Linked DNA regions of Bos taurus: region 1 is linked to region 2. Evidence: chromatin contacts called from public Hi-C data. All regions are on one chromosome and are shown on one strand. The core of a region is the stretch at or near the end of the contact, and the rest is flanking DNA. Distances in the headings are between cores, read along the strand shown. Region 1 has its middle 63 kb from the start of PPP1R3B. Region 2 holds the start of PPP1R3B (protein phosphatase 1 regulatory subunit 3B).

Region 1 (5,596 bases), core at 2,149-4,648, 64 kb after region 2:
TGGTGAGCACATCCTTGTGCTGGGAGGCTGGGGCACCCCAACTCCTCAGAGATGCAGGCTTCTACGCTCAGGACCATTTTTAGACCTCACCCTATGTACCTCTTCCTCTGGCTGGTCTTTCATGTCCTTTATAATAAGTTGTTTTAGTAATAGCATTTTCCCGAGTCCTGTGAGTCCTAATTCTAGGAAATTATGGAACGTGGGGTGAGGGATGTAGATGTGAAAACTTCTGAATTTTTAGCCAAGTCAGACAGAAGTTTGGATCTGATATTGGCATCTGATGTTGGAGCAGTCTTGTGGGAGCTGAGATCCTTTAACTTGTGGGATCAGAAACTAACTCCTGGTAGTTAGTCCAGAATTGGATTGATTGTTGGACACTAGTTGGTATCCAGAGAATCAGAGAATATGATAAATCTACTCCATCTTTTACAGGAAAATCCTTCAACTATTTTTTAGCCTTCTCATATCAAAAATCTTTTGTTCTTCAAACTCTCACACTGATGAACTGCTCATCACCCATATCAATCTTCTCCATTACTTATCAGAAGTTCTGGTTTGTAAAAAGTCTATCTTAAAATGCAATACTTAAAATCCAGCACACTTCTCTAGATGTGGCCAAAAGAGAACATTATAGGTATTCTGTGCTTAGTCACTCAGTCGTGTCTGATTCTTTGTAATCCCATGGACCATAGTCCACCAGGCTCCTCTGTCCATAGAATTCTCCAGGCAACAATACTGGAGTGGGTTGCCATTTTCTCCTCCAGGAGATCTTCCCAACCCAGAAATTGAACTCGTGTCTCCTGTATTACAGGTGGATTCTTTACCCTAGGCTCAGGTTAATAATTTTATTTCTGTTCTAATGGACATGCCCTAAATATGTGTCTGTTACATGGAGTGGGGCTGGAAGGTTGACCAGCAACAATGGTGATCCTCTTTATTAGCCTGATCAGTTCAGGTCTTGCACAATCACAAACACCCTATCTGGCAAACACAGTCCTATAGATAACTGCACCTACCTCCTTGAAAGCTAGTTAGTGACCCTCAATTATAACTCAAACATGTCTTAGAGACCTCAGTCCTCATGCCAGTGAACTTATCAGAAAGTATGAAGTTCAGCCAAGAAATCTGGTAAATGACATTTTCTCCATCTTCTTACACATCCTGTATGTTAAGCATTTTATAGTCTGGAGCCCTGAATAAAATCATAACTGACACACTCTTTAATTCAGCACTAGTTCTGACTGATTATTTCCTGTATGTGGGGTTACTATATTGATTGTGTGGATTTAAAAAAAAAATCCTATCACAATGTAGCTCTTAGGAGATTGTGACCAAGTTAAACACAGATTTTTCTTTTCAGATGAACTGCCAAGCCAGTCTCCTCCTACTATATTTATATGCCTGACTTCTATGAGCCTGAATATAGAATTTTACACTTAGTCTAGTTGACATTCACTTTGCAAGAATCAATGAACCATTTTAATTTGTCAAAAACATTTTGAATTTTATTCAAATATGTCACTCTAGGATATTTTAGGCAATTAGATTTCCTCATTAACAAAAACTTGGAGGTAGAAATTTGATCACTACATTAGGAAAATTTCTTTCCTTACATTCTAGAGCTGTGCCATCTAAACAGTAGTCACTAGCCTCATAAGACTTTTGAACAACTTAAAATGTAGCTAGTACAAATTGGGAAGTGCTCTAAGTACAAAATAGACACCAGATTTCAAAGGCTGACTACAAAAAATGTAAAATATCTCATTAACAATTTTAAAAATATCAATTACACGTTGAAATGATATTTGGGGTACATTGGATTAAATAAAATAGATTATGAAGAATATGCGGGCTGTATTGTTAAAGTGTGGCTAGTTGAAAATTTAAAATTACACTTGTGGCTCACATGATATTTGCATCGGAGAGTGTAGCTCTAGAGGCTGAAGTGACTTCTGTCCATAGTTGCCCTCTTCTGGAACTGGATGATTAGAACACATTTGGATTGGGTAGGAGGCAGTGGAAATTTTGATGCCAGGCCCAGTATGTTGGTATGTGAATGGAAGTGAGAGTAGGAAGCTGCAGTGGGCACCCAGAGAGCAGCAGCTGTGTGTGTTCTGTGCATGTAGGAGGCTTGAAAAGGAGCAATCGATGAGAGACAGTGTCTAGCCCAGCAGGGAGAGGACACCCAGACTAAACAGCCACTTTCTACAGTTCCCATGCAATACGATATCCCTGCAGATGTTTGGGTAGAATGAGAGTTTATCCACATGGCTAACCCCACAACTTTCCCCCCTAGTCCACCCAGTCAGGGACACCTAGGCTGCTCAGTCTGTCCTGGTACCATCTTAACTAAGCCAGCAGAGGAAGAAAGAAAGAAGTGGAGATTCATGCCCTGTTTTATTCCCTCCTTGATACCCTGGCAGAGGAGAGCAGACATTCACCATCTGTGAACTCAGTGTGTGGTGAGCATGTTATCTCTTGTACAAATACAGAATGCAAAGTCCAGCTAATGTAGCTAACGCCAGCACCCACACCTCTGTGCTGAAGGTGACCAGGTAGGCGCTCACGCTGGAAGCTCCACACACTTCCATCACCTGTCAGCTCCATGCAGACAGAAGGGGCTGGTCCCATCTAAGATGGCAGACGTCTCACAGTGGCAGCCTGAAGGCTGAACATAGCCCTCAAATGTATTTTGTCTGGTTTTTACAGTGTTTTAAAAAGTGGAGCCAACCTTGGTAAATCAGAACATCTCCCATTAAACTGTAGAGTTTGAGCTTCCCTGGAAAACTCCTAAAATAACACTGGGTCAGTGTTCCCATGGGGTACCAAAAGGCTGGAATGGAGTCACAGTATCCCTGTTTTCCCAGGACAGTGGTCACCCCTGCCAGGGTGCCTGGGAAGGTGCATAGACCCCATTAAATCCACAACACATTGGAGTTTTCTAGCTGGTCAATGGAGTCCTCTGTGTTCACTACCTCTATTGGAAAAGCCAGAAAGAGTATGCCTGCCATCAAGAACGTGGCATGATGTAGGTTTTACGCTGACGGTTTTATTGCCAGGGAAGTACAGGAGTTAGGTGAAGGTAGAGGTTCTAGAAGGGAGAGATTAGGCTCCTTGACTCTGCTCCTAACTGGCTGTTTCCAGAAGAGCTAAGAACAAGGAAGCCTAATTAGCCACTAGCCAAAAGCCATGCAGCTGTTTCAGCTTCCTTATAATAGCGGACTTACCATTTAGGAGGATTGATTTTTCCCTTCTAATAAAAGCAAAAGGCAGTGTAGCAATCCCATAGGGCCTGTGTGGGTGGAACAGATTGCACAATGGTTTGCTGGCCTCCTGGGCTGGATGGAGGAACACCTCGATCTCGGAGGGATAAAGGGCAGGCTGATCACGCCCGAGTGTGCTCACTCATTCTGAGGTCCAAAGAGCAGATCGGTCTCACGCCCATGTGCAGAGGCCTGCGACAGAGGATGGAGAAAAGGGCTTCTTTGTTTAAAACAGTCATCACTTCTGATATTCCATATACTAGGCTTTTATTTTTAAAGCAGCAGATTTTTCAAAAATAACAGAAAAGGGATGGTAACCCCAAACACAAAACAGCTTTTTTTTTTTTTTTTTAAAGCAAATTGGATAAAAAGACGTTGCTTAAGGGAGACCTAAATTTCCTTCACATTCCTGAGGTAGAATCTAGATAGCTTTTATAAATTTGAGTCTACTCTGGTTGCTGACTTTGGCCTCATTTCCTTTTACAGAAAGAAAAGACTTTTGAAAGGCCCTCAGCCCATGGTGTATTTTCTCTCCTTAGCGATGTCTAATTCAGGAGGCCAATTTTAGCCACGCTGGGCAGGTTCCTGCAGGAGGGTCAAGTCTCACATGTTCTGTAATGACCAGTTTATACTGAGGACCAAACTGGACCCTTTTAAATGACCATGCCCTTGGCCATGATCTAGTTTCCCACTGACAGGGATCATAGTGTGAGCTGGTCATTAAGTCATATGTTTGTTGGCCTATTTGTTTGGAGTAGGGATGGGGCTGAAAGAAAGACCTGTTAGAAGCTGAGAGATTGACTGAAATTTGACTTGAATTTTATTATAAATGTGTTCAGTGATTTTCTCCTGAATCCCAGATCTGATCCATGAAATCTATTAAAACAAACCAGTGAAAAACAAACAAAAACAGCTAGGCCATTTTATCCTCGTTTTCCATTTTTGAAGTTTCTCCTCTCCATTTTTCCTTGCCCTGAGTCCAGTCTACCAGGACAGCTCTGAATTCACATCTCTTATTGCCGCCTTTAGTTCTAGAAGGATCGAATCTTTCCTTTAGGACTCTACAGGGACATTTATAAACCATCACCCTATGACAGCCTTTTCATTGCTGCAAGTTTCATGGTGTTGCTTACCTTTGAACTTGTATATGCACTGTCTGTTCAACTCAACTCCAAGCTCCTGGGAAGTCGTGGTATATCTCATACCTCTTCATGGTGCCTGGTGCTCTGGACAGTGCTGTGCACACGAAAGTGTCTCAGAAACGACTTATTGAAGGAATGGCACCGTGATTGGTTTAGAGCATAGACTTCACACAAAATGGTGATTATCTTTGCTCCTGTTGAAAGTAAAGTCAGGAGACTGGAAGATTCATTCAAACAGAAACTCAGAATATCACGTGTCTGGTGCAGTATTCTAAACCCTCAACCCTGGTACATGGTCTCCCCCCATGATAGCACCATGGCTTACATTTGGCTTTTTTTTGGTTTTATGCTCCCTTATCAGTACACCCATTACCACATACACACACACACACACACACACACACACACACACATACACACACTATGTACGTGTACCTCTCTGCTTTGCTTCTATATTCTTCATCTTCCCTTTTCCTGAAACATGCGATTTTACAAAAACTAAACTGAGGGCCTTGGGTGAAACCCATTGAGGTGATATTTCCCAGGAACCACACATTTAGGGAGTGGATAATTAAGATCTAAAAATTATATTTTAGCATTTTAACTAAACAGATCTAGAACTTTAGAGCACCAAGGCTTCATACATTGTATACATTGCTTTGCCTTTTATACAAATACAAATTTTATAAGCACTGGAAGAGCCAAGAAAGCAGAGACCTCTTTGGATGGGAACGTCTATTACACACGCTCTTATAGCACCCTAGGCTGTCTGGGACATCCTGAACAATGGAGGCAATTGAAGAATTCAAGTGAGTAGGTGATCGCTTACATCTTTACAAGGCATCTCTGGAATACCCCAGCACTGGGTTTTCACTGGGCCTGAGACTTCCTTCCTCTGGCACGATTTTCCCACCATGATGGGCCATGGTTCAAGACTTTATACTACACATGCCCAGGCAACTTCTGAATTTATTCTCAATGTCTTTAGAAAACAAACAAACAAAAAAAAACTTATTTTAAAAAGAAATTTTTTTGTCTCCTACACACACAAAAAATGCACTTTACTTCACAGTACCTGTTATGGCTGAATTCTATCTCCCACGATAATTCATATGTTCAAATTGTAACCCTGACTACCTCCAAAGATGACTGTGTCTGGATCTAGGGTCTTTAATGAAGTAGAGTAAGGTC
Region 2 (4,967 bases), core at 946-3,445:
CTTCCTGATCTTCTGCTCAGAAACTCCCTGATGGACCCTGACCACGATGACCAACACCCAGACACACTCCTGTCACTGGAGACACGCAAGGTAATCAGAGCTTCCTAAGTTCCTGAAAGGCAGGCACCTGGATAGGTGCTTTAATCCTTAAATGGCATGAAAATGATCAGTTCCAACACAGGATGCGTTGGGCTGTACTCATGCCCTCTCTTATGAGAGACTCTTTGGGAGCTCTGCCCTTTCCCTCGCCCAAGCCAGGTAATATGAGTCACCAAGGTTGGTCAGGGAAAAAAAAAACCAGAAGGAGATGTGGACACACAACTGAACCAGCAGAGATGACATCGGACCTGGATACCAGTTCTTTGCAGGACAAGGTCACGAGACTGTGAGTAGCTGTTACTCAGACCAGCAGGGATTCTCAAAACTTTTGCTTCCAAATAGATGCCTAGGAGATCAGTCTTGCCCCATGAGAGACTGGACGTGTCTAAGGGTACATTTCAGTGTTTCTGGTCAAAAAGAGGACAAACCCTAACACTCCATGCAAATCAGAAAGAACATGGAGAGTTTTGCATAAAAGTTTTCCCTGTTCCACTAGTAACAAACAACACACCCTCTCAAGACAGCTGGCAAGGGTTACGTGTAATGGTGATTCTTCTCTAAAATCTATCAACTTGTACAGAAAATAACCCTATAACCTTCACAGTTTCAAGCAGCTGAACTACTGACTCTCTGGCTGTGCCTTTTATAGAAGGCAAATCTTTTTCTTTTGTATTGAGGCCAACACATTGCCTCCCCCATTCTCTTGCACTCTGATAAGAAAAGACAGAAATATCAGACGCACCAATAACTCACCAGGAACACTGAAGCTACGTTGTGAAGCTAAGCGTTGACAACCAAGTTACCAGGTATAATTTTTGTTTTAAAGATGTGGCCACCTACGCCTTTGGCATTTCTCTATTTGCTCCCAAAAGGTTTGGCTGCCATAGTGTGAACAAAGTTGGCATCTTTCCCATGGTACTCTGACCATGGGGCTGTTATTCGCAGCCCTAGATGCCACTTGGACTCCTCTATTCTGTCACCGCCATCCAAAGCATCTCTGAGATAAATATCTGTGGATGAGGTTGCATGTTATAGGAAAGAGATAAGTTAAAATGGCACAGTGTTTGCATCTAGAAGTGTCCAATATGAAATACAGCACACTGGCCTAGGAATGCCTACACGTGGCTGTGGCTATGCTATGCTAAGTCACTTCAGTCACGTCTGACTCTGTGCGACCCCATAGACGGCAGCCCACCAGGCTCCCCCGTCCCTGGGATTCTCCAGGCAAGAACACTGGAGTGGGTTGCCATTTCCTTCTCCAATGCATGAAACTGAAAAGTCAAAGTGAAGTCGCTCAGTCGTGTCCGACTCTTAGCGACCCCATGGATTGCAGCCTACCAGGCTCCTCTGTCCATGGGATTTTCCAGGCAAGAGTACTGGAGTGGGGTGCCATTGTGGCACTCAGGGCAAATTACTCAAACTCTCTGGGCTTGAGCTTCTCCCCTGAGATCCCTTTGAGCTCTGACATTCTGGGTTGCTGATATTGCCTGATGGTTCTTCTTTTCCCACTAACTTTTCCCTAAATACCTCAACTTTACTTTTGGGGTAAATCCTCCAGCTGTCTTCACTTTAGTCTTGGCTCCTGGACAACCCTGCCAAATGAACCATTTCCTCTTCTCCTCTGCACCCCAGCCTGAAGGCCTTCCTCTGGCTTCTCCTGGGCCGTGGGTCTCCCAGGGAGGCCTGGCCACACACACCACAGGCCCCAACATCTTCTAGCAACTCTCCAAGTTCTCAATTTTCTCCTCTTCTGCAGCAAACAATACCAGGAGAGAGCCCAAACCTTCTAGTATGTTCTGGGCTCTCTGCTCCCTCTTTTGCACTGAGTCGCTTCCACACCTCTTTCTCTGGACTCAAAACGGACAGGAACAGGACACGGGGGCAGGCCGGGGCGTCCTGGCTTCAAAGATCCCACAGGTCACTGTCGCCTGGGTCCAGCCAGGCCCGGGCTGCGCCCCGCCCCCAACCCCTCCCAGAGATCCTTCGCCGGGCGGGAACCCACCTGTGGGGCCGCGGGGAAGCCCCCTTTCCAGCTGGCTCGCTGCATCGGAGAACCCGGAGGGAGGTGGCAGGGGAGGCTGCCGCCACCAGACTACGTGAGCCTCGGTGTGTGTCCGGGAGGCAGGGCTTGGGCTGGGTTCCCGGAGTTGTGACCGGCAGGGGGAGGAAGACGACGAGGAGGAGGAGCCCTAGTTATCACACCAGGGCGGGGCGGCGGGGCCACCCCGGACGGAGAGGCGCCGCGAGAGCGTCCCCGCGCGGCCACCTCGACCCCGCCGGCCCAGGACGGCCCGTCTGGGGGCCGGGGACCCGAGGTGGCTCGGCTCCGAGTGGCCCCAGCCGCCGGTGCGCTCCGTGTCCCGTAGCCCTCGGCGACCTGAGAGATCACCCAGTGTTTCCCTACGTTGTAACGGGCAATCGAGGCGGCGTGAGAGACGCAGCGACTTTCCCTTCTGCTCAAGATCCCAGGGCTCAGCTCTAGGAGTGTCGGTTCCCAGGCGGAAAAGCCTAGTGTCAGGTTCGAACTCGGCACAGTAGGGACCAAGAGTGGTCTGGACTCCCAGCCCCAGCCTCCCATCGTGGCCAGGACCCCCAATCGGTGCATCACGTGGGTCCGGCCAGGCTCCATCCAACCTCTGGTCCCTGCATTGCCCTCTCCACGAGGAAGCAACAGTTTCCTCAAGCCCTTCTAGAGTGTCCCATGCCCAGAGTGTAACTGCAAGCTGGCCTAAGAAAGTGTGTGAGGCAGGCACCAGAGGGGGTCCCTGATGCGTGCCCTCGTCGCCGTTTCTGTGGTCGGGCACCTGGCCTTGCGGGCTTGGTGGGGGACGTACCTGGTACAGCTCATAAGCCCCGAGGTGCGGAGGCGCCAGCCTGCGGCAGCATCCCAGCCAGGGTGGCGGGGGCAGCGGCGGCGACAGCAGGAGCGGGGGCCGGGGCTCAGGTGGGCGCCCTCCGCGGGCAGCCGCATCCGTCCGTGCGCTAGAGCAGCCCTCCCGCCTCCTCCCTGCGGCCCCTCACCTGGGACTCCAACTTCTAGCCGCCGCGCGGCTCCCTTTAACTTTCAGGCCACCTCTCCCCACTCGGGACGCCTTCCCAGACCCCCCTTTCCCGTGAACGCCCCCCGCAGCCAATGGGCGCGCCCGAGACGCGCGCCGTCCACCAATAACCGCGGAGCCGCGGTCCCACCCCCCCCACCCCCGCCCCCCCCCAGCACCGCCGCGCCACGTGATAGGCTGCGCGCCCAGAGCGATAGGGCCGGGTTCCAAGGGCTGGGAAGAGGGCGGTGGGTCACAATTTCATCCGAAGCCGGGGGAACGGGCGCCAGGGGGCAGAGGCACTTGCCTGCTGCACGGCTTCCCGTTACAGCCAGAGGGCTGGACGCCGGCGCCTGGCACAGTTCCTACTGCCTAGGCAAAGTCCTAGCCGGGAAAAGTCACCCTACGCGCGCGGACGGGATTGCAGAGCCATTCACCCGTCCCGTCGGCCCCGCCTTTGTCTTACTCTTCAGCCACGGGGTTCACAGGTGACCGCTAGTTCCTCCATCACACGTGGAGCCCAGAGGAGCCCGGAGAGAATGCCAAATGTGTTTCCCTCCGTTTTAGGTGGAGCCTTGTCGGGATCAGTATCCCCAGCTTCTAGGATACTGTTGAAAATAAGTAATTACTGAACGCTTGCTTTGTGCCGATCACGGTCCGGGTGTCCCTGTGAATGGAATACAGTAAAATCCTTTTAATAAAGTTGTTATTGAGGCAAAGGACCAATACCCATCTCAGAATATTGCATATATAGTTGAGGGTTTCTCAGGTAGGTATTGGAGAAAACAACAGCACCGCACTCCAGTATTCTTGCCTGGAAAATCCCGTGGATGGAGGAGCCTGGTAGGCTGCAGACCATGGGGTCGCTAAGAGTCGGACACGACTGAGCGAATTCACTTTCACTTTTCATCTTCATGCATTGGAGAAGGAAATGGCAACCCACTCCAGTATTCTTGCCTGGAGAATCCCAGGGACAGGGGAGCCTGGTGGGCTGCCGTCTATGGGGTTGCATAGAGTCGGACATGACTGAAGTGACTTAGCAGCAGCAGCAGCAGCAGCAGCAGGTAGGTATATTTCCGAGGAAACTACCTAACTTGAATCTGTATGAACGGATTCAACCTGTATCTACAGGGCCTCCTTGATCTCTGGGCTTCAGCTTGAGATCTGTAGAGAATGATGAGTTTAGAATAGAGTTTAGAAGCCCCTCCACCCATATGAGATCAATTTAATATGCATGCAGCAGCAGCAGTCATAGATATCATTTCCTTGGTGACCAGCTCTGAGCTAACCACTTTAGGGATGAGGATCCCAGTTTTCCAGGTTTATTGAATTTTGGAAATTAATATAGGATTACCAGCTTTTTAAAGTGCCAATTAAAAATATAAACAAGTCCTACCATCTTCTGTTACCACCTTTTATTTTTGAAAGAAATACTCTATTCTTGCTTGGAGAATCCCATGGGTTTGCAAAGAGTTGGACACTACTGAGTTCACATGCACACACTCTTTAACAGCAACAACAAAATACAGGAAGGGCCTAATCTCAGTAGAGGCTAGTCCTTCATATTGCGTATATTTAGCTTTATAAAAATTTATTATGTTGACCATAGCATATGGGAATTTCTGCTATAAGAGATTTAAAAGCAGCTTCTAACTTTACTAGCAATGTAAGACAAAAACTCTGGTCCATTACAATAATGTAGTTGGAGTCTTCGGTGCTATAGAGAGCTTCCTCAGACTCAGTCTTCCTGTCTGAAGGGTGATCATTAGTCCTCTTCCTTCTCTTTCAGTGGATAAATCTAATTAAGGACCACCTGGGAAATTAACTATT

The links. A called contact is a pair of places that touch in the nucleus more often than the background predicts.
Region 1: a contact with region 2 is called in a Hi-C map of liver, with 4 times the contacts expected there. The contact joins the enhancer-like site here to the promoter of PPP1R3B in region 2. A contact is called at or near these places in 2 of 11 Hi-C or Micro-C datasets (liver and skeletal muscle).

What each region holds. Positions count from the first base shown.
Region 1 is chr27:25,249,498-25,255,093 of ARS-UCD2.0, forward strand. No RefSeq gene overlaps it. Among named protein-coding and RNA genes, the nearest start is that of PPP1R3B, 63 kb to the left of the region's middle. Within about 2 kb of position 3,399, at least 14 of the 102 cell types and tissues checked have an H3K27ac peak or open chromatin away from gene starts, as enhancers often do. A contact at or near this core is called in liver and skeletal muscle, where this site is marked.
Region 2 is chr27:25,187,080-25,192,046 of ARS-UCD2.0, forward strand. PPP1R3B (protein phosphatase 1 regulatory subunit 3B) reads right to left here and starts at 2,196. Exons shown (of 2, transcript NM_001103247.1): 1 at 2,102-2,196.